Linked DNA regions of Mus musculus: region 2 is linked to region 1. A link is a contact called in public Hi-C data. All regions are on one chromosome and are shown on one strand. Each heading gives the region's core, a stretch centred on a gene start, on an enhancer-like site or on the middle of the called end of the contact. The rest is flanking DNA. Distances are from core to core; before and after follow the strand shown.

Region 1 (5,047 bases), core at 2,418-4,917:
ACTTTCCCATGTATAACCTCTATTTCCATAAGAAAGTGAGTCATACACCTTCTATACCTCACTTACACACTGAAAATGTCATTGTTAGAATCCAGGTCACAGAAACCTAACCTACACACACCTACACAACCAGAACCTCCAGAGAGTTATGCATTTCCTGGATTGTAATCAGCACTATTGAAGACTCCCCCAGGAGATTTTTTTTCATAAATTGCTAAATTCAAATGTACTGCTATACATTTTCAAGACAGTCTCTGCCAATCTAATTCTACTCTCAGGACTTTTCAAAGTTCCTTTTTACATAGATACATACATACACACACACACACACACACACACACACACACACACACACACACATATAGTTCCCATTTGAAAATTCTACTCTAAAACATGTCAAACTCTCTACAGAGTAAAGTTTATCTTAATTCTTCAATATTCACTCATCAAACTGTCTCTAGCCATCTACAATAATAGGTGCTGGATCTATGAAGTCCAAAGACAAACTTCTAAGTAGCTAAGAATTTAATAATCAGGGGCATGTTTTGCAAATGGCAAATAAAGGCATAATTTAAGTATCTCTATGACATTAAATAAATTTTGAATTAATTGGGATTAATTTTCTCCTTACTTTTATATTCGATACACCCATGTCTAGCATTTTCTCTGGTAACAATTTTTACCCCAACAACAATGAAGATCAATAGTTCCCACAAACCTTTGAGCTTTTTTGCATATAAGATTTGGCTTAACCTCCATCTGCTATATTATTTCCACTGCCTTGTGTTGAAATCCGTGCCATCCTTGATACTCTATGGGAATGGAGCTCTCCTGCCACTTTGAGCTTCTTCTTACTTTCTTTCTATTTCTGTGATAAATCACTGTCATCAAAATGCAGCTTGGAGAGCAAAGAGTTTATTTAGCTTATGCATTCAAGTTAGTACAAGTCATTGAAGTAATTCAGCCCAGGAACTATAAAGGATTGTTGCTTGTCTGTGCACCCCCATGCTTGTGCTCAGCTACCTTCTTATTTACAGCAAGAACACCTCCTCAGAGATGGTGCTGCCCAGTGTAGACTGAGCCTTCTTCATCCTTCATAGATGTGTCCACAGGCCAATGTAATCTAGGTCATTCCTCAACCCAGGCTTTTGTCCAGGCTGTGTCAAGTTGACAATTGAAGCCAACTTGGACAGAGCTTAGCAACTTTGTGTGGAGTGGGTATCTTCTGTGCTTCAGCATAAATATCATGTGTATTTCATTTTTCTAGTATGGTATATCATAGGAAAGCTTCCTCAGGACAGGATTCAAAACATAGCCTACTGATTCCTCCCAGTACCTACTGTATACCAAACTGTTATTTGCAAAGAGCTCACATGTAACTAATATTTTCATAAAAGATGAATGGTGCTACATATTACATCCTTTATCACACCAGATGTTTGCTAAATTGGCATCATCAATATAAAACCAAATCTCATTAAGTTGGCATTAATAATGAGACACACAATCATTCTCCTATCACTAGACAACTGAATCACTCAGCATAACAGCATCATATTCAGTAAGGAGCTATCAACACTGTGTGAATGTCTAGCTATGAACCATGGGAGTTTTTGTGATGTAAAAAATCCCCCATCAGATCATATGTTCTTTTACTCCCCAGAAGGTGGCACTGTTTGGGAGCATTGTGCAAGCTTTAGCAGGTAACACCTTCCTTTCCTCCAGGGACATCCTTGGGGAAGTCTTTGAGGTTTCACAGCCCAGCTTTTCTTCCTCATCTTCCTTTGCTTACTGGCTGTAAAGTAACATGACCAGCTGATTCATCCCTTTGTCACCAAACCATTCTCAGCCGCTGCAATTTCTTCTTCGCCATGATGGAATGATACCCTTTGGCTTGTTAAGTAGGGAAAAAAAAAACCCTTCTTTTTAAATTGCTTCTTGTTGGATATATAGTCATATACCAGAAAAGTAACGAATACAACAGGCAAGGAAATGAACAGTGTGATGGACTACAGAGCCACACCAGCTGCTATGGATTATGACTCCATGAGACGAGCCATCCCTTTGAGAGAAAAATGATAGCTAGGAGGAAGGAAGTTAATTTTCCAGGATTTATTATGTTCCATGAGACTCTTTAATCTGTAAGAAGTAATGGGTTCACACTGTAGGTGAAAGAATGTAAATGAAGCCCTTGATAAAGACTTAGAAATGGAAGAATTAGAAGTAGAAGCAATTTTTAGAAGTAAAAGACCTGAAAGAGTAGCTAATTTTAAAACTTTCCCGGCTGTAGTTCCGAGATATCTCCTAAACTCCAAACTTTCTAACTGACCTTTCCACTACATTCCCAGTTTTAGATATAAAGAAGGTCTTGTTGATAAGTGACAATAGAGAACTGGAAGATGTCTGCACATATAGAAACTAAACATGATTCCCGGGGCCCTAAAATCTTATAATAGGCAAAGGAGTTAGTTGCTAAGAAAAGAAAACTTAAGAATAATTCGGAATATTTTTCAGATGTCAAAGGTTATTGTGAGATAATAAGCAGCAACAACAACAACAACAAAATAAAATGACTGATCTCCATTGTCACACAGGCAGAGCAAACAAAGCTAGGGCTAAGTTCCAAAATTGACAGGCAGATTTGAGATGAGAAAGAGTCCCTTAACTGAGTACTGGCTTATTCTAGAATAATCGACAGCAAAGGTAGTAGAATTTCCTTCTCTTAGATCATCAAGAATTAGCTAGTATTCATCTGTGTGCAGTGACTTCACAACAGATATGGAAAAGTACATAAACTCAGTAAACTCTGATGTCCTTGTGATTTTTGATATGTATTAATATTAGTTAAGTCAAAGCAATCTCTCATTAACTTCCTCCCATAAAAATAAATATCTGCCAAATATTGCATAATGAATTAATGTTGATCAAATCCACGATATCTAGATCATCCCCAGATATCAGAATTAAACCAGAAAGTAATATCGTCACCATGAGCAATAGAATCATCTTCTTGATGACGTCCTATACCAAAACCACAGCTATCCATTCCTGTTCAGATGTGCATTGTGTTAGGCAGGTCCATGCCACAACCCTAACAGTTCTATAAAACAGTTCAATTTGCACAGAGGAGGGATGCTCTGAGTCTCGGCTACCACTTCTTTCTAGCATTGCCCAGGTAGGAGGTAAATGGATACAAATCCTCTTCATGGTGATGAGACAGACCCAATGAGAGATCGGACATGGTTCAATATGGGTCAATCATTGTTACCAGGAAACAACCTGTCCTGTAGGTGCCACGTCAGCAAAGGGTCTCTTCTGTGTGAAGGACAGTGATCCAGCTAGCAAATCAAGAAGTATCATTCAAGTCAATTTCAAGCAAAAGTTACGGCCCTCACCTCTCTGAAAACCGAGGTTAATATGTTTCAATAACAATGTGACTTCCTCTTTCAAAATCCCAATGGGCCTATTGACAGAACTACAAGGACATCAAGGCTACTTCAATAGTAGTACTTCAATTATTTTAATCAGGAATTGAATTCTCTGTTAACAAAACAGACACACTTTCTACATCTGTTTTTTTACAGAGCTCTTTCTTTACTAAGGCGTCTCTGTGAGCTCTTTCCTCAGTCAAGGTCAGTGAATGAAAGGAAGCTGTGTTCCAAGTCCGACCAAAACACCTATCTTCTGACTAAATACTATTTTATCCAACCTCCGACCTTGTTTTCAGCCTTGTGTGAAACAATGTTATCAAGTAGCAGGCACATCCAAGCCACACAGTTGGGATGAGCTTGTTTCTCATATGAAATGCCTTTAGATGCTATTGAAAATGAGATGCAATCAGAAATGGCTCAAACATAGTAAAGGCGTTGAAATGTTAGAATTTGTTTCATAAGATGCTTCCTTCCAAGTTATTAATACTCCGATTCTAATTATGGAAACTTACATGAGGAAGATCCTTTGAAGTATCACTCAGATTAACATGACTGTAGTTTGGTCCCTGATTGTCTCTCCCAAGACTGAACTCCCCAGTCATAAGGTATATTTCTGGAAAGGGCCCACTATGCAGGCTGCAAGGCATGTTCTGGGCTGTAGCAGACTCTGTGGTAGGGGTTCACTGAGTAGCTTTCACAGTTCGGTTTTGAAAAACAAAAGAACACAGCTCAAAAGAGGAAGAGAGACAGGTTGGGTTCAGGAAATTGTGTTTTTCATAGTTGACCGGTTGTTCCGTGTTTTTTATTTTGTTTTTAATTTCGTGTCACTCCACTGGGTGAAAGAGCAACATTGTCTACATCTTAATGCTGCACATGGAGAGGATGACGAGCAAGGGACTCTCTGCTAAGTGAGTGCTAAGCTCAAATGGCTAAACCTTGAGGTCATTCAGCTCCGTGCTGCCTCAGCCCTATAGAGCCCATGATTCTCTTCATCTCTAAAAGGAGAAAACCCAATGCTATTACTTCTAAGTGAGCTTAAACACTCTGATTCCAGATATCAGTAGGTTAATACCTACAATGTTCTCTATGGGTTGTAGATACCCTGCCCATTTGAGATGGCATGGGGCAGATTCACTAAGAAAGCAAACAAAGAACAGAAAGATAAGAATGTGCACAGACTCCTGTCCTCATCGTGTACTGATGGCAACTATGTCTGCTTCTGTGGAACCGTCTGGAGAAGAGGGCTGCTTAAACAAAGTCTGACACACTTGTAGGCTTGCACAGTGCAGCTTGGTAATCTTTTCATGAGGCTCTGCTTTCTCTGTTTACTTTATATTCGGTCACGCCCACAGGAATTCAGCAGTTCAGCAAACACGGGATGCACACTTGTTACTGTCATTGGCTCTAGGATAGCAATAGGTATGAATAGAAATTTACCTTAAGAATTGCATGTGTCCCTCTAAGAACTCTAAGTGCCTGAGCTGAGCTGGTAGCTTACTTGGTGGAGTACCTGCCTATCATTCAGAAAGCCCCTCAGTTAGAATTCCCATACTATGCATGTCTGCAGTATCAGCACTCAAGGCATGGAGGGAGAAATTACAGAGGATCACTGTTAT
Region 2 (4,949 bases), core at 2,102-4,601, 38 kb after region 1:
TCCTAATTAAAATAATGCTAATGAAAAACATACTTTGCTTCAAATTTTGTGCTTAACAGATTTAATCTCTAAGCAAATTCCATGAATCATAATCTCATATCATTGATAAAACAAGTTTCTTAAAGAGCAGGTAAAGCACACGTGTTCTTAAGCAAGAGAAGCTGAACTCCGTTTGAAAGCTTTCTACAAAGATCTGGCTCTTTGCAGCTGTGAAACTGGACCTCATGCAGATACCTTTTATCTTCAACTATCCTACAAGCTGAGGCCAAAGACAGTGTCTTTTTCTTCTTTCCACTTCTTTCGACAGCTCACCCTACTCAGCATTAGCTTGCATGTGTGTTAAGAGCTTGAAGGGAGGAACATACACAGAATATACCCAGAATATTTCATGTGAGGGTCCATAGCATGTTCTATGTGGTCTTTATTTGTATTTTAAAGGCCCAATGCAATTAAAAACAGATGCTTCTGGAAATAAAATTCATGCAAAAGCAATGCATGTGTGCAAACGTGTTTGTTAGTTAGGGGGTCAAGCTGCTCTTTTGTCGTTTGTGTTCTGTTTTGGGGGTGCTGTGGAACAAACCAAGGACTGGCTCTTGATGTGCAAGAAAACTAACACTAAGCTACACCCCAGCTACATCAAATTGCCTTTTTTATGCATTAAATCCTTTTCTACCTCATATTTTATTCATTTAACTCATCTACTCTCCTAAGATATTGTCGTAAACAAAATATTTCACTTTCTATTTCTTTAATAACTTCACCCTCCTTTCACAATATTGATGAATATTTATAAACAAAAGTCAGATAAAATGTGCCTTTCATTTCATAGTGAGCACTGTATTCTTATCAGAAATACTCCCTCATCCTTCTGAGAGGAAGACTTGCAACAGAAAAAGCTGGCTGATGAGGAACTGCTCCTCCCACACCCAAAACTCCACAAAGCCAGTGTAATAGGTGGGCAGGCAGAATGGCCTTTGAAAGTAAGTTAGAACCAAACAAACTTACTATTACCATATATGATTGTCACAGCTGAGACTTAGGGCGAGGAAAGAAACAGCAGCACCAAAATCACACCTGTATGGGATTCACTGTCATCTAGGATAACCATTCAAACATATACACGGTTGAATACAATTCTTCCTGGAGACATTAGTAACCGATACTCCAACCAAGCTTCTGTCACATGGATCACAAGCCTGAGAAGCCATGAAAGGAGCTGCATTCCTCCAGGGAAGGTGAAAGAGAGAGGCTTCCCTTGTTTGCTAATATCATATACTTTCCAAATATGAATCCACATGGCCATCAGTATCAGTCGTTTAGGCAGGTCGGCACTCTGTCACTTTCGAAGGCAATTCTCTTCATCTCAACTCCTACTTTACAGTCACATAAAATGCAAAAGTGCCTATTACACTGCTGGAAAGTCATCAAAATTTCAACAAGAGGAATAAATCCACGACTTTCTCCATGCTATAGTTATTGACTGCAACTTCAGTGAATCCAGCTTTGGATCCCTCTATACATGCTACCTATACAAGAAAATTAACTATGGTAAAGTTAAGGCTGGGGGTGGAGTAATCATTCGGAAGAATCTCAATGGGGCAAACTAAGTCTTTGATTTTTCAGCTTATTTTTATGCACACAATCAGAGCCCCCGAGACGTTATACTGAAGCAGCATGGCTGTGCCACCATGTATAAGTTAAGCTTTTCAGAAACATTTGCAAACAGAAAAACTGCCATGCCATTCTTGATGAAGACTGAAATGTACTGAAGTGACGCTGAAGACAGCAATGTGAAACACAAGATTCAGTGCAAGCAACTGATGCAAAACTGACCGAAAATTTAAAATTCTCAGGAACAATCTTCCCAGAGCTAATTCAACTTTCCCATTAGTGTAAACACATCTAGGAATAAGTACACAGAACATTTTCCCCCCAAAATGTCAAGATTTCTATAAGGCGGCTGAGCATGACTGAGGGTGCCTGTGCTGTATCCTACCACACAGCTAAAGCTATCAAAATGATATGTTTACAAAACGGCAAAGGAGAGCCTCATTCTTCAATAGCTGGCTAGCCATTCTCATTTTCTTGAAGTTAACCAGGGATGAACAAAAAGTGTTATCTTTCTATTTCTTCAAAGCAAGTTCTCCGGGTGTTTTGCATACCAAGCAAAACACAATGTGTAATGCACCGGTATTAAAGTTGAGAGAGTTTCTGTCTGTGAAGTAGTGACGGAGCCAAGGACACACAGGTTCAAGTCCAAGCTGAATATTAGGCGGGTGGTTTGAAAACATCAATCCAGAAAGGCCTAGAGGAAGGGATTCAGGCTTCCACTGTTGCCAACCTTCCTCACCCCTCCCCTCTTTTCTTTCTTGTTCCCTTCCAGGCTTCTCTTTCCTTGTGGTTTCTCATGGAGACGACAATCACAGCAGAAAAGCCTGGGTTTTAAATTAGTGTGATACACACTGGGAATGTGTAATCCCAGGGGGAAAAAAAGAAAGGAAGAAACTGTTGAAGAGGGGAGTGGGGGACGGTTGGAAACATATCTAAGTGACAACCTCCCCACCCCCACCCTTTATAGCACACATCCATAGATTGTTCCTGGACTCTATTCCTTCCAGTTTCCAGTACTCTGTCCAACTTGACCCTTAATCTTGACAATGTAAAGAACTGCAGGGCATCCTTTGCGCGAGCGTGCCTCTCTTGGTACAGGAAACCAATTTTCAAGAAACCCCCGAATCCGGACAGTTGTACCAGGCAAGGATGCTCCCACCATCCCACCCTCAGGGAAGGGGGTGAGGATAAGAAAAGGAGGGGTGATAAAGAGAAGATAGATAAAAGGTATGCAAAGATGAGCTGAAGGGTGAGTGGCTGAAAGGAAGACAGGGAAGAAAGAAAGGGTGGGAAGGAAGTAGGGCTGGGTGAGAGAAGAAAGGGATGAAAGAAAGGCTGGAAAGGAGAAAGGAGCGGAGAGGAGAGAGGGATGTTGGGAAAGATGAGGGCGGGAGGGCTGGAGAGCGGGAGGGAGGGGAGGACGAAGAGGATGGGAGGGAGGCAGGAAGGGAGGGAGGCAGGCAAGGATGGAGGATGCTCTGCCCGGGACTCACCTCTGTGGGTCGGTGGGAGTTTCTCGCCTCCTCCTCCTCGTCCTCTGTCTGCAGCAGCTGGCGCGGAATGACAGAAGCTGCTGGAGAGGCGGCGGTGGGGACTAGGGCAGCTGCTGCAGCTGCTTCTGGCCGAGGTGCGGTGCCGCCCGCTCCGCCCGGGTCTCCGCCTCACTCAGGGCTGCCAGCAAAGCCGCTCCCCCCTCCCCCCGCCCGCCCCGCGTCCTGCCCAAGCGAGCGGCAGCGGCCCGGATCGCCGCTAGGGGAGGTGGCCAGTGCGCACGCGCGGCCGCTCACTTGCTTGCTCGTTCGCTCGTGCCCGCGACTCGCCCGGGCTGCTAAAGGATGGGCACGCGGGCGCGCCGCCCGGGAGCGCCGCCCGGGAGCGCCGGAGGGGAGGGACTGGAGAAAGGAGCCACAGAGGGCGCAGGTGCCGTCTCCATGGCAATGGCGTTACCCTCTGGGCGGGGACCAGGAGCTGTTGCGGGCCCTGCAGGGAGGGGCTGGACTCCAGAATGATCTGCATAGGGGATGGAGGACAGATGGGGTTCCACACTCAGAAAGACCTTACCACGTGGCAGCAGGAGGCCAGGGCCCGGTGCAGCCCAGGTGGACCTGTAGCCCCGAATGCCAGAGAGCCTGAAAGAGGATGGAACTGTTAGAGAAATCAGGGCTGTGTCTGTTAAACAAACCTCCGTGAAAGCAATTTCCGTGAAAGACATTGTAGTTATCTGTATTAAGCACTCTAGGCATGTTGAAGTATCCAAAATATTTAAGGTCACTCTCTGCTTCATAGGGGTTACATGAGTTGGGAACATGACTAGAGACATGAGTGCCTTGCCAGCCAGAAGTACTGGGAGCTTAGTGATGGGGTCTAACTGCGAGATTTGCTTAGAGGCAAAAACAGTACACCAGTACACCGCTATATACAGGAAGAAGCATAAGTTACAATTGTCTTTGTTCGATCACAGTGCCGATTGACAACTTTGGCTTTGTCTGTACTACATCAAAGCGGAAAAAGTGGAAGAAAGCTTCTGGCAACTTGGAATACAGCCTACACTTTATTCCATCTGGATTCCTGGTTCACTGGATCTTTTGTTCATGTTATACTTAAATGACCCTGTATCACTGGATACATGCATTGCTAATGCCCTTTTATCCTTGGCTCTGTCGCGGTATTTTCATCCACTGTTGCTCCCAAATGGAACGTTTTCAGTTGTTAGGAAATTACATGGAACACAAGTGTCTCACTATCTCTAGACTAACTCTCTATGCTCCTCTTCTTTCTTCCCCAATGTATCCTTGACTGTGTTTTCCTTTCCTATAACCGCTGATCACATTTAAAACGTCTAGGGGAAAAGTGGACAATATCATAAAATGCAGGCTAAACGATGATTTTTAAACACCTTTATCACACAATTGTGCTTCAGGACCACGGACAGTAGCACCGCAGGCCGGCCAGCTTTCTTTCCTCAGTGTTTTCTTTGCTCTCAGCCTATAGAAACTGAAGAAATACTCAGGGGTGGGGAAGGGGGATAGTAAACAAATAAACAAAATAGACGGGCTAGTTAGCTAAATAAATAAAATATACATATCACTTAAAGCATTTGTGCTATAATATATGACCCCCATGAACTGGAGGAGACTGGCTGCTGGCCTTCAACTAGAGTTTGAAAAAAAGCATTGGTTTAGAGTAAGCACTTGCAAGATCTTGTATTGTGGAACTAACAAGAGTCTGGCTGCTGAAGTGCTTCTATAAAAGCAGAGAAACCCTATATCAGAGCTACATGGCGCTATCCAGGAAGCAATGGGCACCTTAAACTCTGAATATTCCCAGAATAAGGACTC

Evidence for each region. Hi-C and Micro-C count contacts between places; a contact is called where the count stands out from the background.
Region 2: a Hi-C map of Sertoli cells shows a contact between it and region 1, with 3 times the contacts expected there. The contact joins the promoter of Ctnna2 here to the enhancer-like site in region 1. A contact is called at or near these places in 1 of 484 Hi-C or Micro-C datasets (Sertoli cells), 2 of 115 datasets of contacts at active chromatin or transcription factors (embryonic stem cells and neural tube) and 1 of 9 other capture datasets (liver).

Annotation. Positions count from the first base shown.
Region 1 is chr6:77,938,269-77,943,315 of GRCm38.p6, forward strand. All of the region lies in intron 1 of Ctnna2 (catenin (cadherin associated protein), alpha 2), which reads right to left. Among named protein-coding and RNA genes, the nearest start is that of Ctnna2, 39 kb to the right of the region's middle. Within about 2 kb of position 3,668, at least 6 of the 459 cell types and tissues checked have an H3K27ac peak or open chromatin away from gene starts, as enhancers often do. A contact at or near this core is called in Sertoli cells, where this site is marked.
Region 2 is chr6:77,976,316-77,981,264 of GRCm38.p6, forward strand. It overlaps Ctnna2 (catenin (cadherin associated protein), alpha 2), which reads right to left and starts at 3,352. Exons shown (of 20, transcript NM_001109764.1): 1 at 3,105-3,352.